Linked DNA regions of Ovis aries: region 1 is linked to region 2. Evidence: chromatin contacts called from public Hi-C data. All regions are on one chromosome and are shown on one strand. Each heading gives the region's core, a stretch centred on a gene start, on an enhancer-like site or on the middle of the called end of the contact. The rest is flanking DNA. Distances are from core to core; before and after follow the strand shown.

Region 1 (7,462 bases), core at 1,514-4,013, 48 kb before region 2:
CTGTGTGCTGGGGCTGCTGCTGCTAAGTCGCTTCAGTCGTGTCTGACTCTGTGCGACCTCATAGAGGGCAGCCCACCAGGCTGCCCCGTCTCTGGGATTCTCCAGGCAAGAACACTGGAGTGCGTTGCCACTTCCTTCTCCACAGAAGCTGTATAGCCTCAGGCAAATGTTCCCGCCTCTCTGAGCCCTGTTTCTCCTAAGATGGGCAGATCACCGAGTGCAGAGGTGGCAGTGCAGCTGCTGGCTCCGCCCCTTGGGCAACAGCACATGAACACACGGGTGAGCCTCAGATGCTTCTCAGCAGTGGCGCAGCGCCCTCCGGGCACACCGGGCCTCAGGGTTGGGGCGTCCCGTGTTCACAGTTGAGGGACCTGAGCGGACATGCTCCTTGCCTTGGCAGGCTGGCGATGTACACAAGCGGAGATGCCCGAACCCGCCAGCCTGATGTGGCCCAGTGAGACGTCCCTCAAAGCTGAGAGGCCACGGTGGCTGCCCCGGCCTGCTTCTGTCACTGCCCCCCCGATGCCCGGCCAACACAGGCTCAGGGACGTGCTCCCTGCAGAGCCCTGGGGCTGCCCTCTCTGTGATCCGCAGCCTGCCGGTCACACAGCCACTTCTGTCCAGGTTGTTACACTCCACCTCATAGGTGTGGAGGTGGAAACTGTTTAGCAATGGACTCTGCACCGCCTCCCGGTCCATCTGCTGAGGAACACCCACTGGTGGGCAGGGGCAGCCCAATGGCGCAGGCGAATGAGGGGGGATGTGGGTGCTGAGATCTGGGGGAGGGCGAGGTCCCTTCCTGCTGGGAGCTGCTCCGTCTGCCCCAATTGTGAGCACTCAACCCCAACACCACACGCACTTGATGGGGGTGTCCAGGCCCTTGGAAGCTCAGGCACTCACCGAGGACAAGGCGTCTTCCCTCCTCCTGCTCTGGCTGTGCCGGCTGATGAAGGAGCGAGCGGACAGCTTGTAGTGGCTCAGCAGACACGTGATCACCACCACCATCACCATGACCACCACCACGATGATGGTGATCTCAACGAACTCCAGCTCCGCTGCAAGACCAAGGGGACACGTGAGACACTGGGGTTCCCAGAGCAGGCAGGGGCTCGGTGCCAGCTTTTCTGAGCACCCATACACCCCAGCACAGAAACACACCCCAACATCCCTGTACACCCCCAGCACTCTGCCATACCCATACACAAACACAAACACAGATAACACACCCACGCACAGACATATTTATCACACACACAAGACGCACAGAGACACCACCCTCGACAGGACGGGAGGGTGTGAGGGCCAACCCCACCTCCAGGAAGAGGCCTCAGAAAAACCACATTCCGGGAGGCTGCAAACACTGCAACTCTCATTTCTTTTTTTCGGGTTGTTTTGTTTTTTTCCCCCAGAAGGCGGAAAAACCCTCAAGTGCTGGAAAAGGAAAGAGGTTATTTTGATCCTGCCAGAGTCGGGGCAGTTTCTGCTGACTCGAGCGGGTCTGTGTTGGGCCGATCGGCAGGTGGCCATGCGCAATGCCAGCAGAGCCCCCAGCAGTGGCAGGTGAGAGGCTGGGGGCCGGGGCAGTGACCTGGCTGCGGAGAGGCGGGGGGGGGGGGGGGGCGGGCACAGCCAGCCTCCTCTGGTCCAAGGCTGCCCACGGACAAGCCAGGAAATGTGTCTCCCCAGATTCCAGAGGGCAGGCAGGAAGACCCTCCCCCCACCCCGCCCCCTGGCACTGACAAGCAATTTGCCGAGGTCTCCCCAGGGGTACAGGTTCAAGCTCAGGGCCACTGACTCAGCGCTTCCTCTTCTCAGACAGACATACAGAAGCTGGAGGAGTGGGGGCGGGCGAAGGTGGGGCCTCGAAAGCAGGCAGTGAGGTGCACTGTGTCACCGTGTGCCATGTGCCACTCACCCGGGGCCTGGCCAGAGCCTGTGAGGGCAGCCCTTCCTGCCACCAGCCTCTGCTTCCAGCGGAGATCGACTTGTCCCGGGTGGACGTTCCTGCTGGTTCGGCAGGACCCCTCTGCACGCTGCCCGCCCACAGCCCTCTTTGGAGCCCTGGCCACCCCTTCTTCCTACCCAGGCTCTGCGGGACACCCACCTTCTCCCACCATGTTAAGCGTTTTTGCCCAGACGTGCCAAAGTCTGCGTGATGCTGTTAGTTGAGTGGGTCTGCCCCCGGGGGACACGTGGCAATGTCTGAGGACACTAGTGGCTCAGACTGGTGTCACTAGTGACACAACCGAAGGCACTCCCAGAATCTACAGGGTGAGAGCCAAGGTATTGCTTAACAGCCTACAGTCCATAAGACCACAGGGACAAAGAATGTGCCAGGGCTGAGCGTCTCTGTGCAGGGCTGAGCCTATATATGGGTGCTTTCTCATCATCCTGCCTCACAGGTGAGGGGACCCAGGTTCAGGTCATGTGACAGACTGCCCGCTGCTGACTCCCTCATTGGATGTCCACTGCTGCACCCAGAATTCCATCTGGAGCCTGGGTCCTGGCTCCAGCCCTGGGGGGTGGGGATGGGATTCACATCCTTATCTTGCCCTGGGAGGGACAGGAGGGACGATGAAGTAGCCAGGGATTTCAGTGAGTCCTTCCTGATGCCTGAGAAGGCTGGGCCCCGCCTGGCGGGAAATCGGACAAGCCTCAAACCCTCAGAGGGACTCGTTCCCTTTCCCGCCAGGAGGGTGCGGGGCCTGAGCTGGCAAAGGCCAGGATGTTGGCCTGGAACCCAGTGGCTGTGGCCACGCCTCCTGCCTCCCCAGACAGGCTGGTCTGGGGCCTGTGCGCTAGGGCCTGGGATAAAGCTGCCCATTCAGGGGACACACAGGCTGGCTTTGTGCAACACCCACGCCCCCTCCTCAGAGGGGCCTGCAACCCCTCCCCCAACACCGTGCACTCTTCACCCCGGCCTGGACTTGGGGGTAGGCACCCTTGCCCTCCTCCGCCCGTCTCCAGGGGCCCTGCCCACGCCTGGCCTGAAGCAAGGGAGGTGTCTGTGTCTCTGTCTCCGTCCCAGGCCTCGCGGCCTGCAGGCTCCTGGCCAGGCCGCTGCCCTCCTCTAGGTAACATCCAGTGGGGAGGCAACAGGGCTGGAGGTGTCCTATTGGGTCAACAGATGAGGCCCCACGGGCCGAGTGGGCGTGAACAAAGCCCACAGCTCTCCCGACCCCCAAAGGGCGGGAGGACCTGATTTCTGGGGTGCAGTGTCAGAGTGAGAGAATCACCCCCAGAAAAGAGCCCAGGGTGCTGAAGGCACTAACATGACCGCACTGGTTCCTGGGCCACAACCCCACACAAATCCACGTGGGGGACGACGGGGCGAAATTCTCAGGGGACCACGAAGTGCTTCCAGGCTCTATTTTGGAAGCCAGAGGCCTGGGGTCGTGGCCAGAAGGGAAAGGAGACGCCTAAGGGTTGCAGAGTCCCTGAGGCAGCTCCGGGGCTGGCACAGAACTCCATGGGGACGCCCAGGCTGGCTCTGTGACCCTCACTCACTCTGAGTCCATCCCAGTTTCCCCAAGTGGAAGGGAGAGGCTGTGTGGGGGCCCACATGGCCAGCACTTAGGGAACACTCCCTCAATGAGGCTCCCCAGCATACCAGCCAAAGCAAACAAGGACAGTCCAAACCCATATGTCTGAAGAGAGAGGGTCAAGCAGGACCCAGCTGTATATTCCAGGCTGTGCACAGACACGAGGTCTTCCTAGGTGGTGTTAGTGGTAAAGACTCCACCTGCCCATGCAGGAGATGTAAGTGATGGGTTGCAGGAAGATCCCCTGGAGGAAGGCATGGCAACACACTCCAGTATTCTTGCCTGGAGAATCCCATGGACAGAGGAGCCTGGCAGGCTACAGTCAATGGGGTCACGCAGAGTCGGACACAACTGAGCGACTGAGCATGTGGAAAGACATGGAGACACGGAAACAGGGGGACTGAGGGGGTCAGGAGAGGCCCCCCAACCAACAGGTGATTCATCCCAACCCGTAAGGCAAAAATAAGCCTAGGCTGGGTGTCTTGACCTTGGCCATGGGGTGAGGGGGCTCTGGTCCCCTGGATAGCACAGTGAACTTTCACACTCAGGGTGCTCCTTCCTGGAGACTCTGCCTTCAGGGGACATGAACTCACCTCTTTGGGACATGCATCAGAAAGCATCTGCTGGAATACGGGGCAAATGGGGGGCCTGAGGGCATTAGCATCCACAGTCCTGTCCCCACCCAAGCAACAAACAGAGCTGTGGGTGGACACCCTCTTAACACAGGCTGTGCTGTCCACTTGCCCCAAGCTCCACCGGGGCCCTAGTTCTGCTTGACCTCATCTGCCTGGCCTCTCTGGATCTTCATACTCAGCTCCTCACTCCTGCTCCCACTGCAGGCATCACTAATCGAGCAAGAGCTCCTCCTCATCAGGTCAACAGGGTGCTCCAGACAGTCACTGCTAGCTGAAACCCCAGCAGGCCAGACAGCCCCCAAGCAGGCTGGGTCAGTGCAGCCCCAACTCCCCATCTCTCTAGAACCTAGGAACAGCTGGTGAAGCTGCCTGGCCTTTAACGCCGGCAGCATATTCAAAGAGTTTTAAAAGCAACGAGAGGCCAAAGTCTGCAGGATGGGTGGCTTCTAGACTTCCAGCCAAGAGAGGAGCCCCCAAGATGCAGAGCCACACCGATCCTGCCTCAGCGTCCTCAGTCTCACGGGCTTCCCTTTACCTGGACGTGGGACCAGGTGCCTAGCACACTGGCGGAAGGGATAGGTCCAACTGCTGCCCTCCACTCAGTTCAACTCTCCTGTGACCACAGGGCTCACAGCAAAGCCTGGTCACAAACAAAGGGGAATCAGAGCAGGAGGGGGTGGCGGGCTGGTCCCCAGCCCAAACTCCCTGTTGTCATAGCAACCACTCACTGGGACTACAGTCAGGATGCTAACATGTACAACATGTGCACCGCCCTGCGCTGAGCCCGCCTCCCCCAGGTCTACGAGAGCCATCACCATTCTATTGTGTAGACGAGCCAACCAAGGCACAGACAGTTCCTCCAGATCAAAGGGCAGGGCCAGTCCCAAATCCAGAGCCTCCTTGAAGGAATGAGAGGGGAAAGGGCCTTTATCTCCTGCTAAATGCTCCCAGCTTTCCTGAAGTATCTGTCAGTTCCCCCGCCTACACGGGAACACCTCAGAATATGCCTAGCCCTCCATCTGCCAGCTGCTGGCCGTGTGACCCTGGGCATATGCACCCCTGAGAGCTCCAAGAAAGATGAAGAAGTACATGTCAAGGGCTCAGAACAGGGCGGGAGACAGTGGGTGGTTCGCAGTCACCACCATCACAACCCCATGCCTTTGGGACAGCAGGCACCCTTCATCCAGGCTGATGCCCTGGAAACACTGAGCATGCTTTCATGGGCCTCTGTCCCAGGGTCAGTCAGAAAAGGTCACCCAGGGTGGTGGCTGGACTTACGGGCACCAGTCCCTGCTTAGAGGACCTGCGCAGAGAACAGGAGTCTTTGGGGAGGAAACATCACACTTCCCTCATTCTGATCTGGGTGTCAGGTCCGCTTACCATGGGGCAGCGGTCCTGTCATTTTTCTTGGTAATTTTCCCCTTGGGGTGGGTGACGGATGCAGCAGGTTCTCGGGGGGTGGCCAAGCCCATCTTCCACATGCAAAGTAAGGTCACTCTTATTTAATTGAGCGTCTTCTTTCCTCATGGAATAACTTCAAATTAATAGCTCCGTCCACCTCACTGGAGCAGCCTGACTCTGCTTTTGTGTCTCCTCCTCTAGGGACGGATGCAGTCACTTTGAGGTGTGCATACGGGCGTCTCTGGTCCTTTCCCAGCTCGCCTCACACTAATGAGGGGTAGTGTCTGGGAGCCCCCTCAGGGCCAGGTGTGGCCCGAATCTCTTTGGGTATCATCTTATTGAATCCTCAGCTGCATTCTGTGAAATAAACACTAATATGACCCCCGCCGCCAACTTTACAGATGAGGAAACTGAGGCTGCAAGAAGGGAGATGACTGGCCAGTTCAAGACCCCAAACCCCCAAGCCTGTGCTTTCAGGGATGGGTTAGGCCGACAGCCCCACACCCAATGGTCCTGGGTACCATGGTCCCAGAATGTCAGGAACGGTGTTGGTTCAAGTCAGGCACTCGCGTGGAATGGGACTGTTTGCCAGGGTAGATCAAGACTGCCTAGAGCATCACTTGCCATGTGGTCCATGAAGCCAGTATCTTGACCAGTGGTTCCCACCTCCCCACCAGCACAGAGGAAAGTCACAGGATGGTTGTTAGAAAGGCCTTGTGCCATGCATTTGGGGGAGCCCTGGGCACCTCCCACGAAACTGCATAAAGACACAGCTGCCTTCTCCTCTGTCTCTATCTGAGTGCCAAGCACCTGCCCAGGACAGGACATCCCTCCCCACTTAGTTCCCACAAACCGAGGGGCAGTGTCGGTCCCGTCAGGCCAGGAGTCAGAGAGCAGTCCTGACCCCATGGCTTCCTTCCCTGCAGCTGGGGGAGCCAGGATGAGGTCTCAGAATGCTTATTTTAAAATAAAATTAAACTGAATAAAAATTCATGTGAGGCTTTAAAAGGAACCCAAATCTACCAAAATATAGTTATCAAACTCTCAATCAGACTTTCGATATAGGAAGAACATACAGGATCACACAAGCGACCTGGGATACTATCACATTAAATGCGACCCAGCAGGTTTCCATGGATCGGAAGTCTGTGGTTTCTACTGGCGACCGGATTGCCAAGTAGCTGCTGATGCCCTGTGGTTTGGTACCCATGTTCCTGTTAGGGGTGGTTAAGGTGAAGATGCAATTCTTTTGCAACCAAGTTTATGGCCCCCTGTTCTGAGTGAAAGAGCCAGACCTAAACCAAACGCAGGAGCCTCAGTTCAAACCCCTGTCCGGCTGCTTCCTGGCTGTAAATGGGGAGAGGGCTGGTGCAAAATTTGCCATGCAACGTGTGGGCACAACCATCACTGGGTTTTCAGTTAATCATCGGAGAAGCAGCCGGATACTGGAGATCTTTTCTCTTTCCTTGGCTGGAGAGCTGGGCCAGAGTCCACCCAGCTCCTGCCAGCCCACAGGAGGTTTCCAGACCAGACGACCCCCCCCCTACCGCCCCCTGCCCTGTGTCTGCTCCGGGCGGAGGGGCAGCCGGCGTGCTCCCTGGTTAACAAGCAGTCCGTGCAGGCGGCCCTGTCTGGCCTCCTGGCCGCACACTGAGGAATTAGGAATTGGCACTGTCTGAAATTTATGAAAATCTAATCTCGTTAGGCCTGCCTGGATGAGACTGGCCGGGGCAGGCCTCATTGTCATTCTGAGGAGCCCCAGCCAGCCTGGGGTTCCTGCCACTTCATTTACTGCCCCTCCCCCACCATCGCATTTGAATAAGAACCCAGCTCCTTTCCCCCCCTGGAATTTCAAATAAAATTGAGCCAGACGTCAAAGGAATA
Region 2 (7,457 bases), core at 2,804-5,303:
GAGGCCAGGATGCTGGGTAAAACGCCAACACCCAAGACAACTGTCCCCTTCGTCCCAGCAAGGAACTCTCTGGCCCAGGCATCCTGGAGCCCGGGTTGACATTCCCCAGGATTCAAGTGTTACACAGGCACAGCACACGTGCCACAAAAACTGCCAGAAAACTGGGTTGTCCTGTGAGCTTCTGAGTCTCTAGTGCCCACGAAGATTTTTCGGGATCGGAGGAGAGGTCAGAGAAGAGGAATCAGAGGCTCATGACAGCAGTGTTTTTTTTTTAAAAAAAAGCTCCCACATTAGACACTGCTGCAGAGGTGCAGGGCAGGGTTAGGGCAGGGGTACCTCCCCGGATCCTCCCGAAATACTGCCACCAGAACCAACAGCTGGTTATTGTCTGGCCCCACAAGTCAGCCTGTCCAGAAAGCAGAGTGGGCACCTGGCTGCCCCCAAAAGTCTCAAGCAGAAGTTGGAGGAGAAAGGGGGTGATTTCTAACAGGCGCAGAAGAACTAAAAAGAGGTCAAAGAATGCCAAGAAAAATGCAAACATATGCCAGGAGGAATCCTTTCCTCAAAAGTCAGCGCATCCGACTCCTTAGCGATCATCTCCAGTGGGCTGTCACTTGAGCTGGCTGTGTCTGATTCTAAGACCCCTGGCTCATTTACAAAACGGGTATATTTTTTCAAGGGGTGTGTTCTGGGAACAGTGAATTCCCATCAGACAGCAGCCCTCAACCCTCGAGGCTCAGAAAAGATGGGAGCCCCTGGACAGTCTGGGCAGTGTCTTGTCAAAGTCAAGATGATCCTCAGAGCCCACCCAGTTCCCAGTCTCCCAGGGGCAAAGGAGATGCTGCTGATCTCCAGCCCGCAAGGTGAAGGTGGACCCCTACTCTGGGGACCCCGTTCCATAATCAAGATGGTGTGTGCATTCCACGAGTACCTACGTCTAAGCATTGACTGGGGGCCTGGGTAAAGCTTTTCATTGTCACTTCCCTGCATCTCTAAATCGAGGGTATGAACCCCAGTTGTGAAATCTGGTGTCACTGAAGTCCATACCAGGGCCCAGCACTATTCAAGCCAGACTTTGGAGGGGAGAGGTCTCATCTTGAAAGATGGTAGAGTTTGTTTTTTCAACTATCACAGTCTCCTTTTTCAGATGAGAGAGCTGAGGCCCAGAGGACTTAAGGGACTGCCAAGGGCCATCTCTTCTTCTCTAGAAGAGGAGCCACCTGGACATTGCCCTTCAGCCCACCTCAAAATCCAACTCTGACCTACTGGAACCCCCAACTCAGACCACAGGAAATGCACAGTGGCTACTGTCCATTTCTTTCCTTCCTTTCATCCTTCTTTCTTTTTGTATAAAGAAACTCCAGGCCTTAAAGGCTGCCTCATCAGACCATTTCCGGGAAACCTGATTAGCACTTGCAACAAACAGTTATATTATACCTGCGCTTTACAGACGCTTCCCTCCCTGCCCTGGGCTTTCTTCCAGGAAGCAGGGGCCATGTGTAAAAAATACACGGAACATGGTGACTAATGGGCCACCTCGGGGCCAGCTGGAGCAGGCCCGGGTTCCAGGCGCGCTAACCTCAAGGGTCCCTTTCGGATGCCGATGCACAGCAGTCACAACAGGCAACAGACTTAACGGCCCCTCCGTGTCAGCCAAGATAACGTTAGGGCTAGTTAGCCCAAGAAGGCACAGAAATAAAAATGAATTTTTTAAAAAGTCCTGAACACAAAGGAAGAAGAGTGGAATGTCTGACTGTGCCCAGCCCTCATAATGGATAAGTTCTGGCTGCCACTGCCAACCCCTGGTGGGGCAGGGGGAGCTTCCTAAGGCAGCTTTACAGGAGGGGGAGAAATAAGGCACCACAGAGGAACGAGGCTCTCCAAACGTGTGCGAACATATTTTAATAATATCCTCGTGCATTTCATTAGCCTCCCGAGTTCACAAAGGGCCTTTGGAAGCAATCTGGTTTAGTGCAACTCAATTCCGCAAACGCTGGCTCTGGGCAGGTTCTCCTGGCATCTCGCTGGCCTGGCGTGGGGCAGCTGGGAGGGGTGGGGTGGAGTTGGGGGGAGCAAGGCTTTCAATTCCAGGACTGGAGGGCGGGGAAGGCGGGGGGGACCAGCAGATGGAAGGACCCACCACCAAAGCCAGCCAGCCTGCCCCAGCCTGGCCGGTCACGGGTTATTTTTACCTCTTGCGCTTCACTGTACAGGCTCAGGGGCCGAAAACTGTGGCAGCCGCCTGCGGAAACTGGCTTATGAGTCACCCAGTGACTGCCCTCGCCTTGGTGGCGGCTGCCTCTGGACTCCTGGTCCCAGCTGGAAGGCTGGCCCTTGCGGAGAAGGGCTGTGTGCCACCCCCGCCTGGAGTGACTGGGGGCAAAGACTGGGAAGCTCAGAGAGGCAAGAGGTCCCCAAAAGGATGGGCGGGGGAAGGGAATATAGGCTAGAAGGCAGTCCCCTGGGGGGTGGCAGTCAATTCACCACCTAGACCAAAGCCCACCTGGGTGGGCTACAGATGTTGGGACTCCAGGCTTATTCCCCTCTCAACTCCTCCGAGTGCAGGGCCAGTCAGCACCAAGCTTCAAACACTCCCCTCCCCACCCTAAGTCTACCTCCTCCTTTCGGAGCAAGGCAGTCCCAAATACAGACAGCCCCAAACTTTGACTCATTTGTAACCACCGTCCCAGCCAGACTGAGCCAAGCTGTCCAGACAGAGGCTATTTATAGGTGCGTCGGGGACACAGACACTCACACAATGACACACACTCAGGATCCACGTCTCGCCAGCGCTGAGCCCTGGACTCGGAAACCTGGACACAAATGGTCCCCAGACCCTCAGAGAGACACACACACTCAAAAGAGGCACCCAGACCCGGACACAGGGACTCAGAAACCAAGAAGACTCTGTCACACACTCCTGGGGCAGCCAGCCACACAGAGGGAAGCCGAGACCCAAACAGAGACACACAGTCACAGCACACTCCACGGACGGCACGGAAACCCACTCACATAGACCGAGACCCACAGCGCCACGCACACTCCAGACACACACCCGGAGCTCCAGACACCGCGCAGGCCAGACAGTGTCTCACACGCCCGACTCCCCCCCTGCCCCCAAGCCAAAGTTGATAAAGAGCCGGCCTAATTGCTCCATTGCGACTGCCCCTTAGGGAAATAAAATGGAAACTTCACGGATCCACCCGCCCCAGCCCTCCCGCGCGCGGTGCCCTGCCGCCCTCTGCGCCGCTTGGCCCCGGGTCCGAGTCCCAGCGGGCGGGGCGCGGGCAGCGGGGGCCGTGCCAGGCTCTCAGCGCCGCGGGACAAAGCCGGGCCGGCCGCCAGCTGCCGCGAGCCGGGAGGGCGCGCCCGGGGCGCGGCGGGCGCAGCCGGGGCGCAGGGCGCACAGCCCGAGGGGGCGCGCACGGCTCGGGCCCCCGCCCGCATCTGCATCTCGATTCGGGGTCCGAACCTGACGGGGCCTCCGGGGAGGGGGGCGCGGGGTCACTCACTGATCTCCATGCTCTGGAACAAAGAGCGTTTGCAGTTGCACGTGCAGGAGACATTGGGCTGCCCGGCGGCGGCGGCGGCGGCGGCGGTGCTGTTGACCCCCATCAAGCGGTGCATGGACGGCGCGGCGGCGCGGCGCGGGGCGCAGGGGGCTCGGGGGCGGCCGGGGGGGGCTCCGGCCGGCGCCCGGCGCTCGGGCCCCGCATGCAGGAGGCGCGCAGCGGGGAAGGCGCGCCCCGGCTCGCCGGGCTCCGGGCGCTGCCAAGTTACCGGGGCGCCGTGGGACTCAGTGCTCGGGGCCGCGCTCCTCTGCGCACCCCCCGGCTGCCCCTCCGCAGCCCCGGGGGCGTCCGCAGTGCCCGCGGGTGGCGTCCGGGAAATGGGCTGGCAGCCGGGGCGCGCGCTGCCAGCGGGGCTGAGCCTCTGCTGCTAGCTTCCCCCAGCCGAGCGCCTCCGCCGCCGCCGCCTCCTCCTCCTCATTCAAGTCCAAGGAGATCGGGTTTCGCTCCGAGACCGCGGTCGGAGGCAGGCAGACGGTCTGACGTCAGCGCTAGACGGGGCTGCCGGTTCCCACCGCGCGGGGGCCGGGGAGGGGGCGCGCGCTGCGCCAATCCCCGCCGAGGTTCTCCCGCACCCCCTCCCCGGGCCGCGGGGCGGGGTGACGGGGAAGGGGGCGGGCTCTTAAAGGGCCAGAGCAAGGCGGTCCGCGTAGACCCGGGACCCGCGAGGCGAAAGAAGGGTGCAGCGTCCCCTCACAAACGGCGGTCAGTTTGGAAGCTCTGCCCCGCGCAGGCCAGGCCCGGGAGAGCGGGATTGGGTCCCAGCCTTTGTGGGTGCGTTCCCCCCAACCCAGGCCTCGGGGTCCTTGACCGAGGCTTTGGGGGGAAGCTTGTCCCCCTTCAAAGGAGCACGAGGTCCCTCGGACTCGGGGCAGGGGAAATTAGGGAAAGGAGGGGAGCCCTTCAGGTCGTCCGTTACCTGATTTCGCTGTCAACTCCCCGATTCCAGATCTGCAGCTCCAAGAGGCCCCAAGCCCACTGCGCCGCCCGCGCAATTTATCTCGACCTAGAGGAGGTCGACTGGGGAAAACTAGAACTCCTGTAGACACGCCCCGGACTGCTCCGAAAAACGCCCGGGAACCCTTGTCATGTAAATACGTGTCGGGGACTTGTACTGTCCCAGCCAGCGAGGCCCGGGGCGAATCCACACCCTACGTCTGCTGCCCAAAGGGCCACTGGCCTGCGGTGGGCAAGAGGAAAGAAGCGGCTCCGGAGTTCTAAAGACGGGGGAGGAAGTGCGGGGGTGTACTTTTATTTCAAGTTTTAATTACACAAGTGCTACAAGAACACATTCTCCTGGAATTAAAAAGATATTAAAATATTATGTAAGAGGCCCCCCTGCCTGGCACATCTCCATCCTCTCAACAATTCGGTGTGTCCTTTCCTAGACCCTGCCCTGAGTCTCTATTTATTTAACAAGTACTTACTACCTTGTGCTAGAAACTTGCCAAACGAGAAGGCAATCTGACACAGACACGGAAACTGGAGGGGTGGGGGTGTCACACAATGGAGGAGTTCTAAGCTGAACCCAGGTCAGACCCCCCTACCCCAAATATTTTTAGTTCTTGAAATATCCTCCACATATCCATGTACTGCCTGGAATTTTCTTAATAGGCAGAGAAAAGTTTTGCATTGGGGAGGGGGTCAGGGAGGGGGCGGGCAGCAGTGGTGGGGGGAGGCTTAAAAGTTATGGAACCAGAGCTGTATTTCCCAGAACTCAGAGAAAGCCAGCCCAGGAAGTGGTGAGGTCTCTTCTGCAACTGGGCACAGTGATGCCTCTTGCTTTCTTAGCACAAACCGAAAGCTTTTTCTAGAGGGTTCAAAGCCCAGGGCCCCGGAAGGGGGGGCCTGCTCAGGACTTACCATGGAGGGGACCCATGTCACAGACTCATGGCAGTCTCAGGCCCTCCCTTAAAGAAGAGGCAGGTCTCACCAACACGTCTAAGGAAGGAGGGGGAAGGTCTTGCTGCAGTTTAACTTCAGCAGCTTGGAGGAAAAGCAGGAGAGTCTTGAGCATTCCTTGGGGGCAGGGCTGGGGTGGGGGGTAGTGAGAATGTTGTCAGGGCCTGGGAATGACCTTGAGCCCCATTCACGTGTCAGGCCACAGGGGGTCACCAGCATTGCCCCTCCTTTCAGCCATTCCTTGAGTCATTCAAACAACAGACATTCCCTGAGCTGTAGCGAGCCCTGAGTGCCAGGAATTGGCTGAGGCCAGGAGCGGCTGTCTCTACCCTCCTGAAGTCTTACAGCTGATCTGGCCTGTCCGGCCACAAGAATCACACAGGTTGATTGCCTTGGAAATGGGGCAGCATTTTATAAAATCCAGGTTAAACCACTGGCCGGCAAAAATAACCAGTTAATTCAGTGGATGAAAAAAAACAAATCCACAATATCAACCTCTGGTTGATCTGTCTGGGACAACAGCACGGAAACATTTAATGAGCACCTACACTGTGATCACACTGTTTTGATGGTGTCAGCGGGGATGAGTTATTGATCTCCATCCTGGTTCCAAAGTGAGTTTTGCCTGGAGGCCTAATGCAGAGTGTCAGTGTGGTGGTGGCAACTGCACCTCCAAAGATGAGTGGGATACAGTCATGTGACCTCAGTGAGTACCTTCGTCTCTCTGACCTCAGTTTCCTTCTCTTCAAAATGGGAATGCTAATAGTGTCTTTGCCTGGGGTGATCCAAAGAGGTGAAGGAGGCAGTGGCTTTGAAGTTGGTAAGAAGAGGGTTGAATATATATTAGCGTGCATGCATGCTCAGTAACTTCAGTCATGTCTGACTCTTTGCGACCCCATGGACTGTAGCCCGCCAGGCTCCTCTGTCCATAGGATTCTCCAGGCAAGAATACTAGAGTGGGTAGCCATTTCCTTCTCCAGGGGATCTTCCCAATCCATGGATTGAACCCAGGCCTCCTGCACTGCAGGCAGATTCTTTACTGTCTGAGCCACAAGCAATCTATATATTAGCAGTTAGGCTAGTTAATCCTCATAGAATCTTGGGAGGGGAGGAACTGGTATGATATTATTTTCTCTTTTACAGATGAGGGCATTGACAACTGGAAAGTCTTCCCATGATGACAGGGCCCCTCGCTGAGTAGGAAGCAGGCAGGGACAGAGGTGCTCTGGAAGAAGCAAGCACCTGACTACCCACACTCATGGAAGTTCATGTGTGCGTGGGGCTGCCAGGTCAATGTGAATGTCAGACAAACCATGAACAGCTTGTTGTATAAGTGTATCTTGTGGGACATACTTACACTAAACATTTATGTGTTGCTTATCTGAAATTTAAATTTAACTGGATGGCTTGTGTTTTTATTTGCTAAATCTGGCAACCCTGTGTGTGCCAGGCACAGCCCTATGTGATGCTAGGAATTCAGTGATGAGGAAGGGCAGAGCCCACTGTTGGACCAGGCAGGGAATGAGGTGATGTGGGCAGGGTGGGAGAACTTGCCATCTTGGAAGCAGGAGGTGGCCCACCTTTGTAGGACCAGCCTGAGTCCATGGGAAGGAGACTGAAAGCTGGAGAAAGAATTTCCTTCCTTTGTGCCCGTCTTCAGTGCCAGGCGCTGTGCTGGGTCTAGTAGACAGAGGGCAGCTACCCAAACAAACTCCCGGGCTTCCCAGGTGGCTTGGGGGTAAAGACTCCACCTTGCAATGCAAGGGCCTCTGGTTCAATCCCTGGTCTGGGAAGATCCCACATGCCATGAAGCAACTGAGCCCGAGCACCACAATCATTGAGCCTGTGCTCTAAAGCCTGGGAGCCAAAACTATTGAGCCTACTTACCCTTAAGGCTGTGCTCCATACCAAGAGAAGCCACCGCAATGAGAAGCCTGCACACTGCAACTAAGAGTAGCCCCCACTCGCTGCAACTAGAGAAAAGCT

The links. Hi-C and Micro-C count contacts between places; a contact is called where the count stands out from the background.
Region 1: a Hi-C map of hypothalamus shows a contact between it and region 2, with 3 times the contacts expected there. The contact joins the enhancer-like site here to the promoter of PMEPA1 in region 2. A contact is called at or near these places in 6 of 16 Hi-C or Micro-C datasets (blood, hypothalamus, liver and 2 more).

The regions. Positions count from the first base shown.
Region 1 is chr13:58,192,377-58,199,838 of ARS-UI_Ramb_v3.0, reverse strand. It overlaps PMEPA1 (prostate transmembrane protein, androgen induced 1), which reads right to left. Exons shown (of 4, transcript XM_027977014.2): 2 at 901-1,055. Among named protein-coding and RNA genes, the nearest start is that of ZBP1, 32 kb to the left of the region's middle. Within about 2 kb of position 2,763, at least 17 of the 54 cell types and tissues checked have an H3K27ac peak or open chromatin away from gene starts, as enhancers often do. A contact at or near this core is called in hypothalamus and liver, where this site is marked.
Region 2 is chr13:58,145,815-58,153,271 of ARS-UI_Ramb_v3.0, reverse strand. It overlaps PMEPA1 (prostate transmembrane protein, androgen induced 1), which reads right to left and starts at 4,053. Exons shown (of 4, transcript XM_027977014.2): 1 at 3,473-4,053. The coding sequence starts at 3,566.